Regions from separate parts of the Mus musculus genome. Here region 2 is linked to region 1. A link is a contact called in public Hi-C data. All regions are on one chromosome and are shown on one strand. The core of a region is the stretch at or near the end of the contact, and the rest is flanking DNA. Distances in the headings are between cores, read along the strand shown. Region 1 overlaps Tbck (TBC1 domain containing kinase). Region 2 overlaps Gm29811 (predicted gene, 29811).

The links. A called contact is a pair of places that touch in the nucleus more often than the background predicts.
Region 2: a Hi-C map of group 2 innate lymphoid cells shows a contact between it and region 1, with 2.8 times the contacts expected there. The contact joins two enhancer-like sites. A contact is called at or near these places in 6 of 484 Hi-C or Micro-C datasets (the G1E-ER4 cell line, brown adipocytes, group 2 innate lymphoid cells and 3 more) and 3 of 115 datasets of contacts at active chromatin or transcription factors (embryonic stem cells, microglia and pancreatic cancer cells).

What each region holds. Positions count from the first base shown.
Region 1 is chr3:132,753,762-132,758,293 of GRCm38.p6, reverse strand. All of the region lies in intron 22 of Tbck (TBC1 domain containing kinase), which reads right to left. Among named protein-coding and RNA genes, the nearest start is that of Gm30294, 21 kb to the left of the region's middle. Within about 2 kb of position 1,888, at least 8 of the 459 cell types and tissues checked have an H3K27ac peak or open chromatin away from gene starts, as enhancers often do. A contact at or near this core is called in group 2 innate lymphoid cells, where this site is marked.
Region 2 is chr3:132,862,850-132,867,948 of GRCm38.p6, reverse strand. All of the region lies in intron 1 of Gm29811 (predicted gene, 29811), which reads left to right. Among named protein-coding and RNA genes, the nearest start is that of Gm29811, 13 kb to the left of the region's middle. Within about 2 kb of position 3,513, at least 25 of the 459 cell types and tissues checked have an H3K27ac peak or open chromatin away from gene starts, as enhancers often do. A contact at or near this core is called in group 2 innate lymphoid cells, where this site is marked.

The DNA.
Region 1 (4,532 bases), core at 639-3,138:
GCTCTGCCAGAGCCTGACCAATACAGATGCAGATGCTCACAGCCAACCATCGGACTGAGCATGGGGACCCCAATGGAGGAGTTAGAGGAAGGACTCAAGGAGCTGAAGCGGTTTGCAGTCCCATAGGAAGAACAACAATATCAACCAAGCAGACCTGACCCCCTGTACTGGTTAGTTTTGTGTCAACTTGACACAGCTAGAGTTATCACAGAGAAAGGAGCTTCAGTTGAGGAAATGCCTCCATGAGATCCAACTGTAAGGCATTTTCTCAATTAGTGATCAAGGGGGAAAGGCTCCTTGTGGGTGGGACCATCTCTGGGCTCGTAGTCTTGGTTCTATAAGAGAGCAGGCTGAGCAGACCAGGGGAAGCAAGCCAGTAAAGAACATCCCTCCATGGCTTCTGCATCAGCTCCTGCTTTCTGACCTGCTTGTATTCCAGTCCTGACTTCCTTTGGTGATGAACAGCAACTTGGAAGTGTAAGATGAATAAACCCTTTCCTCCCCAACTTGCTTCTTAGTCATGATGTTTGTGCAGGAATAGAAACCCTGACTAAGACACCCCCCAATCCCCAGAGCTCCCAGGGACTAAACCACCAACCAAAGAGTACACATGGAGGGACCCATGTCTCCAAGCCGCATATTTAGCAGAAGATATTCTTGTTGGACATCAGTGGGAGGGGAGTCCCTTGGTCCTGTGAAGGTTCGATGCCCCAGTGTAGGGGAATGCTAGGATAGTGAGGTGGGAGTGGGTGGGTGAGGGAATACCCTCTAGAAGCAGAGGGGAAGAGGAGGAGATGGGGGTTTGTGAGGTGAAACCAGGAAGGAATTATATCTGAAATGTCAATAAATAAAATAACTAATAAAGTTTTTTAAAAGTGTAAAAAAAAGACGTTGGGCATATTTCCCTTTATGAGTTTTTATGCCGGCTGCATTTTGCATATTATTTTAGTAGTCAACACAACAGTGTGAGACGTGATACTGTCACTTTACTGTTCATTATCAAAGGAAGTCAGGACAGATACTCAAACATTGGGAGAAACCTGAGGCAGAAGCTCATGCAGAGACCATGGAGGCATGCCTCTTACTGGCTTACTTCCCATGTCTTGAACTTGATTAGTCTGCTTTCTTGTAGAACCCTGGACTACAATCCCAGAAGCGGCCCACCCACAATGGGCTGGACCCTCTACCTCAATCACCAAAAATGCCTTCCAGGCCTGCCCACAGCCTGGTCTTAGAGAGGCGATTCTCCATTGAGCCTCCCACCTCTCTGATGAATCTAGCTCAGGCCAAGCTGACATAAATGGGGCAGCCCACGTGGCTGAAGTGCTGTGCTGTGTACATGGCTACTCTCCCTTTGCAGAGCAGGCTTTTGCAGCAGCAGCATCACACTACAGGTTTCTCAGTTCACACAGGCCGAGCATGGTGAAACTCGACTGGAACTCATGTGTGCCTTGACTTCTAAGCCTGTGGGTGCTGGCCTCTATAAAAACTATCGTGAAGCAAGAAAAACATGTTTTTCCTAGTCATACAAAACAATAGCCCTGAAGGCTTAATTTTAAAGGTAATTTCTAACAATGAATTCTTATGACAGTTAACTTCAAGAATTTTTAGAAATAGCTAAGAGGAGAGATTACTACATTTATATTATTAAGAAGGCAGCATATTATATTTGAATAAAAAGCAAGAAGCATAATAATAACAACAACAATAATAATAGTATTAATAACATTTACAATTTATATTGCATCTGTCTTATGCTGCTTTAATTCTTTATCTGTACTAATTTAACACAGTGATCTATTGACAGGAAATATGGTCATTATCAGAGTTAGAGATGAGGAAATGAAACCACTTCTCTACGGTTCCCATGACCTAGTTTGTTAAACCTTCAGTGGGATTTTACTGCAACACAATGTATTTAGTTAGTTAAACTCAATGCTGATCCTGGCCTTAAAATTAGAAGTACAATATAGTTAGCCTATCTATTCTTTGTAGGTAGACTAACATACAATTTGTTTCAAAAGTGCTCGACACTATTATTGTCTAATACTCTGAACATGTTAGTTTGTGTATGGTCTGCATTTACATTTTAGGGTTGTCAATGGCTACTTCCAAAGTTCTTCAAGCAACTTTCAAGTTGGGAACTTAGCATGCCAAAAAATGAAATTCTTTAAATCTACTTGAGAAAAATATCCCACCCAGGTACAATATCATTAAAAATGAAACATGGGCCACTTAAGGGTAAATGCATTTCTCATGAGCTTTTCTCAGGAAGAGGAATCACATCCAGTGAGTAAAGCGTGCTGAGCAAGCAGAACAGCACAGTGGGTCAGGGCGCTGCCCATCAGTAGATGCATCCTGGTTTCAAAGGCGAAGAGAGGGCTGCACTTCAACTACTTAGTTCTAACACACGGACATGCTAGGGCTCTGCCTTCAGAGGTCTTTATTACAAACTGCACTAGCTGAGTTAGCACTGGTCACAAATTTGCCTATAAGCCATCATCACAGATGTTTTCACCAGCATTTGTGGGACACTTACGCTTGGAAGGAAAGCCACCAAGTTTACTAGATTTGAAAATACACAATCAGCATTCCCAACATACTTATTTTTATAACTGACCGAAAAATTCCTTTAATCCTGATCAATCCTCCTCTGCTTCCTTTGACAAAGCTGGGATGACAGGGAAACAGCTGTGGGGCACAGACTGCTTCCGGGTTTGTGAAACTGGCTTCTGTGTTTTTACTCAGATCCACTACCTTCCAGAAAAAAACTGAAAAATAAAGTCCAGAACTATCATTGCTTAATGTAAGAAATAACTTATTTTAATTAAATTTGATAAATTGGATGACATTTGTGAAAAAATGAGAAAGAAAAGTTTTTAAATTATTCCAACACATTTTCGTTATTATTTTCCCTCAAAGGATGAAGACTTTTAAAAGATGTCAGAGTAGAAAATATTCACCAAATATAAACAAAGGTAGGTGGCAGATTCCTTATTTCTCTTAAAAGTGCTTAATAAATATATAATCTCAAAACTCACTGGTCTTTTGTTTGTTGTTCAGTGGCCTCTCTCAGACGGTTTAATTCATTTACTATCATTACTTGTGCCTGCGAGAATACTGGCATCATCATTGGAACCAGGAAAAAACACAGAACCAGAAAATTGTGAGAAAATGTAAAATTTTTGTATTAAAAAAAAAGAAACACTTAAAGAAATGTTCAATGTTCTAAGTCATCAGGGAAATTAAAATCAAAATGCCTCTAGATTCCATCTTACACCAACTAGAATGACTAAGATAAAAAACTAAGTTGACAGCACATGCTGGGGAGGACTTGGAGAAAGGGGCACACTGCTCCACTGCTGGCAGGAGTGCAGACCTGTACAGCCACGCTTGAAAACAATTTGGAGGTTTCTCAGAAAATTGGGAATAGTTCTACCATAGGACCCAGCTGTACCACTCCTGTGCATATAACCAAAAGGTGCCCCACTATACCACAAGGATACCTATGTTCATAGCACCTTTATTTGTAAAAGACAGAAAGAAACTGGAAGCAACCTAGATGTCCCTCCGCTGAAGAATGGATACAGAAACTGTGGTTTGTTTATACAGTGGGATAGTATTTAGCGGTAAAAACAAGGACATCATGAAATTTTCAGGCAAATGGATGGAACTAGAAAGTATCATGCTGAGGGAGGTAATCCAGGCCCAGAAAGACAAACATGTTATGTATTCACTTATAAGTGGACATTAGCCATGAAGTACAGGATAACCATGCTATAGTCTACAGACCCAAAGAAACTAAGTAATAAGGCCCAAGGGAGGATGCATGAATCTCACTCAGAAGGGGGAACAAAATAATCAAGGGGTTGGATGAAGAGGGAACAGGGTGGGAGAGGTGGTGAGGAGCAGGAACAGGGATGGGTATCAGGTGTGGGGGGGGCAGGAGAGGGCTGGGAGTGAGAACGGAAATCAGTGGGGAGCAAGGCTATGGGGGTGACCCTAGCTGATTCCTATCGGAGAGGATATGGAGACTGAAGTGCCCAACTCCTGTAGTCAAGCAGGACTTCCAGTGGAGGAAGGAGAACACCAATCCACCCACAAAACCTTCAACCTAAAACTTGTCCTGCCTACAAGATGCACAGCAGCTTGTACACATCCTATGTAATGAGAGCCAACCCTGACGCTCTGCTACACTTGCAGACAGGAACCTAGCACAATTGTCTCCTGGGAGGCTTTATCCAGCACTAGATGCAAACAGCTATTGAGACACATGGCCAAACACCAGGCAGAGCTTGGAGAGACTTGTAGGGGATAGAACTGAGTGACCCGGAGGGCCAAGGACACCACAAGAAGACTTTCAGAGTCAACTAATCTAGGCCCAAGGATGCTCAGAGCCTGAACCACCAAAGAGCATGCATAGGCTGGCACCCTACATATTTGGAGCAGTTGTGCAGCTTGGTCTTCATGTGGACCCCATAACAATTGGAGATGGAACTGTCTTTGAGTCTGTTGCCTGCCATTACATCCCC
Region 2 (5,099 bases), core at 2,264-4,763, 110 kb before region 1:
GCACAGCTTATGTGGTATCTGTCACTGAGGAATGCAGGCGGCTTTGTAGCCTTTTGTTTAAATGGCTGAAACTTTGATGCCTTGAACGGAACACAGTGTTTCTGGGCCAAAACTTCTCTACAAGGACAGTTGGGCTCTGTAACTCCCTAATTGTTGCCATCATCGTTAATCCTTGATATTATGAAGACTCTGGCTATGACTCTAGCCATACCTTGAAACTTTTGGTAATTGGAATCTATGGCCTCCGAGAAGCACCCAAAGACTGCACCTTGGTCCCCTGGACTAGCACTGCTTTCTTGAGTATCCGTCATTCAGTCACTACTCCCCGAGTCCAGGGGTCACCCCCGTGACTTTGCAGTCCAAAAACATGCTATAGAGGGCAGATTTGCCAAGACTCTGAAGAGCCCTTTCGTTCTACCTGGTGGATGAACAGTGCAAAGTGCTATGGACGCTGGATATAGACTGTGTGGGAAGATGGTGAGCAGCCCTTTCGTCCTCTGCACTACTCAGTAGATCCAACAGTGAGGGTGGAGCCTGCAGGCACAATTTCCCAGCATATGCTCATCACTGGAGAGATGAGTCTTCATGTCTACTCACCTATACCACAACAGCAATTCCTTTCCCTTTTTCTCCCATCACAAACAACCTGAAGTGCTGAGTGAATATCACAGATGCTCATGCCAGAATTCTCCAGCCCCATCTCCTGTCAAGTATGCTTCACGTGGTGTTTCCCACCTACTCTGTGGAAGGACACTGCTAAATACCCAAGGAAGGGACAAGAATGTCAGACAGTGACACACAGTTTATATTGTAAAGCATCCGTGGTGTTCTTCAGTGGTGACTCAACATAACCCCACCCACAGAGTGACTTGTCTGCAGCATGGACCATGAAAAGAGGATGCTTGGTCCTGTTTTGAATTTTTCCAAAGGTTTGGTTGATTGGCGATTTACTTGAGCTAAAGTTTCTGGGAGCAGAAGAGTACATGGCCCTCACCTCAGACAGCTCACCTCAGAGAGCTCACCTCAGCAAGCTCACCGTAAGAGAGTTTACCTCAGAGAGCTCACCCCAGAGAGCTCACCTGTTCAGAGATAAGTGTACATAATATACCAGCAGACAAGGCAGGTCACAATGAAGTGAGAGAGTTTATGCTACAGTGACTTGTCAGGGATATTGAGATGAGATGGTAAGAGGGGTCAAATGCCATGACCTTCACAGCTCTGGGGTTGCCCTGCCTGGGGTGATGGCAATACAGAAATGCAAGGTAAAGAAATGGACAGGAAGTCTGCACTCGGGTGGGCTGTGTGTTCTGATGGAGACACATCAGAAGACCAGGAATCGGATCTCATTTATTACATACAGCTGTCTGAGAAGATGGGTTTATTGTACCCAACAGAACTAGGAAGCTGATTAGCTGATCGGTAAGGGGGTCTTTGTAGGGGATGGTCTCAGACTATAGTCACCAGGGAGGAGAAAGCTGTGACTGGTAATTTCTGCATACAGTATCAACAGCTATAGCCTAGGGAAGGCCTTTACATTTCTGTGGATCTGAGGCATTGGGTCCTTAACATTGGCTGTACTCACGTTATACATACATACATACACACATACATATACACACACATACATACATACACATATACATACATACACACATACATATACACACACATGCATACATACACATATACATATATATACATACATACACACATACATATATACACATACATATATATACATATACATATACATTACATACACACACATACATACATTACATACATACATACATTACATACATGCATACCCACATACATACTCAGGTCTTCACCTGCTCTCCATAGACAAGGGAGATTTTCAAGATGAAAGACATGACTTGGCCTTAAAGATGGCTTTTGGAAAGCATGTGTGGAGGTGGTGAAGGTCTTCCTCTGCAGAATGGTAGGGCTTCTGCCACCATTGTATCTTCAAAGCTTTTTACTGCTATGGAAAATCACCACTCAATGCGATCAGAGTATCACAGCGCCCACTTAGGCCTTGGCTCCAAGAATGTCTGCTTTGCACATTCGTCCTGCATGGCAAGACATCCTCACCACAGGTAACATAACCCTGCATGTGAGAAGGCTTGTAAATAAATAACCCCTTACATTCCACATCAATCCATCTAGCCCCTGACAAGAACTTAAGGCTTGTACTGCAAGGTTAAAAATTATCCAGAGGTGCCCAGTGAGCTCGCTCCTGGGAACTTCTGCAGGAAAGTCACCAGCCATGAGCACTGGCTGTGGACAGCCCATGTCCCTGGAAGGACTCTTAGACCTGAAACCAGAAAATTTGAGAAGAAAAAAGAGATGATGAAGATGATCCTATGTCACAGCAACCAGCTCACCCAGATGAAGTGGGGCTCAATCTGTCTTTGTCTGCTGTGATCACGAGGAGGGAGGGGTTTCTAGGGGAATCCCTGTCTTAATTTGCCTTCTGGGTAACTGTTCCCAGAAGCAATCATCACAAGCCAGTTCCATTTAGGACACCTCATGGTTTTTCACATTGCCTCATTGATATCTGGGTGTGTGTGTGTGTGGGGGGGGGTAATATGCCCTATTCCCTTTTAAGATGAACAAAGCAAATACTAAAAGAAACAGTCTTTATTCAGAGTCACATGGTTGAAAACGCACATCCCCATTCACCCAGTGAGCCCGTTTGGTCTGCGTAGGCATCAACAAGATCCTGTTTTTCGTGACTAAATGCTTCCCATGCTTGGGCTTTCTGAAATGTATCGTGGTAAGCCACAGAATGCAATGATCTATACCGTTAAAGACTGCAAGGAAATGGGACTCTAACCATCAAGCCATGTCGCATTGGTTAGGTGGGAGAGTAGTTCCGTAGTGGGAATCCTAGAAACTCCTCAGTTGTGTGAGATGGAGGCTGTTTTTTAATCTTTCTGTTTTTATTGGATTGGGGGAGGTCTTCCCATTTTTCTGGTTTGAGATTTTGTATTTGACAAACTAAGGCAAACAAAGACAAACAAGAAAAGGGCACTTTACCAAAACAGCTCTTCATTTTTACTAAAATGTTAATTATTCTCGCTGAGCCATCCCCAAATTTCTACCATTATCAATTTTTCATGCGAGAACTATTTCAAAATGCGAGCTCCAGGGAGCTAACCACCAACCCACATCGCTGCGGCTTAGCAGCTCAGACTCTCTGGCTCCCACCTCGAAAGCTCAAAGTGGCATTGAGCCAGAAATTAGGTTGGCGCTCTGCAGGGAGGCAGGAGCTAGCCAGGACAGGTTGTCTCAGGTGAGATCCACGGGGCTGAGAATTTTAGGAGGGGGCATAAGAAGGCAGGTCCAGCAAAGAGAATCTGACATTTCTCAGGGCTGGCTCCCCGTGCTTGGGGGGCGGGGGGGAGGAAACTGGATAAGCAGAATGGTGGCTTCAGTGGGTGGTGTAGTCTCAGTCACTCTCTGATCAGATCCAAGTATTACACTGTGAACGGCAGCGGTTGGGGCATGTACAAACATCGTTTCTGGTTGCTGGTAACATTGGATTGTGGATTGGGGGCTGGAGGCTTTCAGAGGATATCAGGGTTACGGGTAGAGATCACAGATATGGGAGTTGGCAAGGTGGAGCTGCAGCTAGGTTCAGGAAGTAACCCTGAATTCACTGCACACCCTGAGCACCGTCCTGACCCCCGCAGCCGTCCCTCCATCCCTCCACGCCTCCCATAGAGGACTTGCTGATTTCGAAGTACCTTGAATCACAATCTTCCATGGCTGGCAACAAAAGCATCATGGGGAATCCACCCACGATTAATGAGCTTGCACTTGTGCCAGACATGGCGACTCCGTGCGTGTTACTTCGTCCTCACACAACCCCAGTCAGATACCATTGTCCCACTTGATTGCAAAAGGAGGCTCAGAGGCCAGGGAAGGTTGAGAAACCTGCGTAGGTTACACAGGCGCTGAGGAGCTGTTCCTGTTTGTGTAAAGGCAGACCTTCTGGCTGCAGGGCTGCTCCTCGCACGTTTCCACTGGAATATCAGGGCGCACGTGGGATTGCTTGGATGATACATCTGTCTGGGAGTTATTAACAGGATCTGAGGATAGTTCTAGTCGTGATTCTGAAAAGGAAAGACCTGTTTCTCCTGGTCTCTTTACAGAAGGCAAACTGTGAGGAGTGGGTGCCTGCAAAGCAGAGAGAAAGAGATGAGCGAGAAAGCCACAAAAGCCCAGCTCCTGGGTCCAGACTTTGTGTGTTAAGACAGCAGGGGCTCAACCCACTGAACACCTTGCAGTGTGTAAGGGGGCATGGGCTCATGGGTGTTACAGGACTGGTACCGACTGAAGGAGAAAGCACAAAACATGGTGGCCTTCTCTCATAGGTTATCTAAGAACGTTACCAGTGGGCAGCAGCCCCGGACTGGAGTTGAGGCTGGCAAGGGTTCCTATCCTGCCTTAATTTCCTACTTTCTCTTTAAAATGAGGGCATCTATTCACTCATGCTTTATCTATGTATCATCGCTGTCATCTGTCTACTCAAACCTGTCTACCCTCTGTCTAACCTGATATTGATTTGCTGAGGGAAAGCTAACTCATACTCACAAACACACAACAGTCTCCATGGAAACCACAATCTGCTACAGAAGCAGCAAAGAACAACGCATACCATACTATGATAAAAGTTCTAAGAGAGATGAGCCAAAGGATGGGTGGAACCATACAGAATTACCCTCTGCAGTGACACTGGTGTGTAGGGCAGGCACTGAAGAAATTTCCAGGGTGAACCTTAGATCATGAGTGAAGGGAACCAAAGGGAGCTAATAGTGCAAAATGGAGGGGGAGAGGAAGCACTGGAGGCCCAAGTCAATTGGCAGTTAAATCTGTTTGTGAATTGCTTGGTATCAGGTCCCCAGTAGAGTGTGCCTGCTCAATAAATGACAGAGCGGTCCTTACTTTAGACAATTTGAAATATAGTACTTGTTTATTTCAACCTCAGGGTGAAAACACTCTCTCTCTCTCTTCTCATGTGGTCTTCTCGATAGTTCAGTCTGTTGTTCCGGGTGCCAGCACCTTTGTCTCCCTCACACTGTGGATCCCTA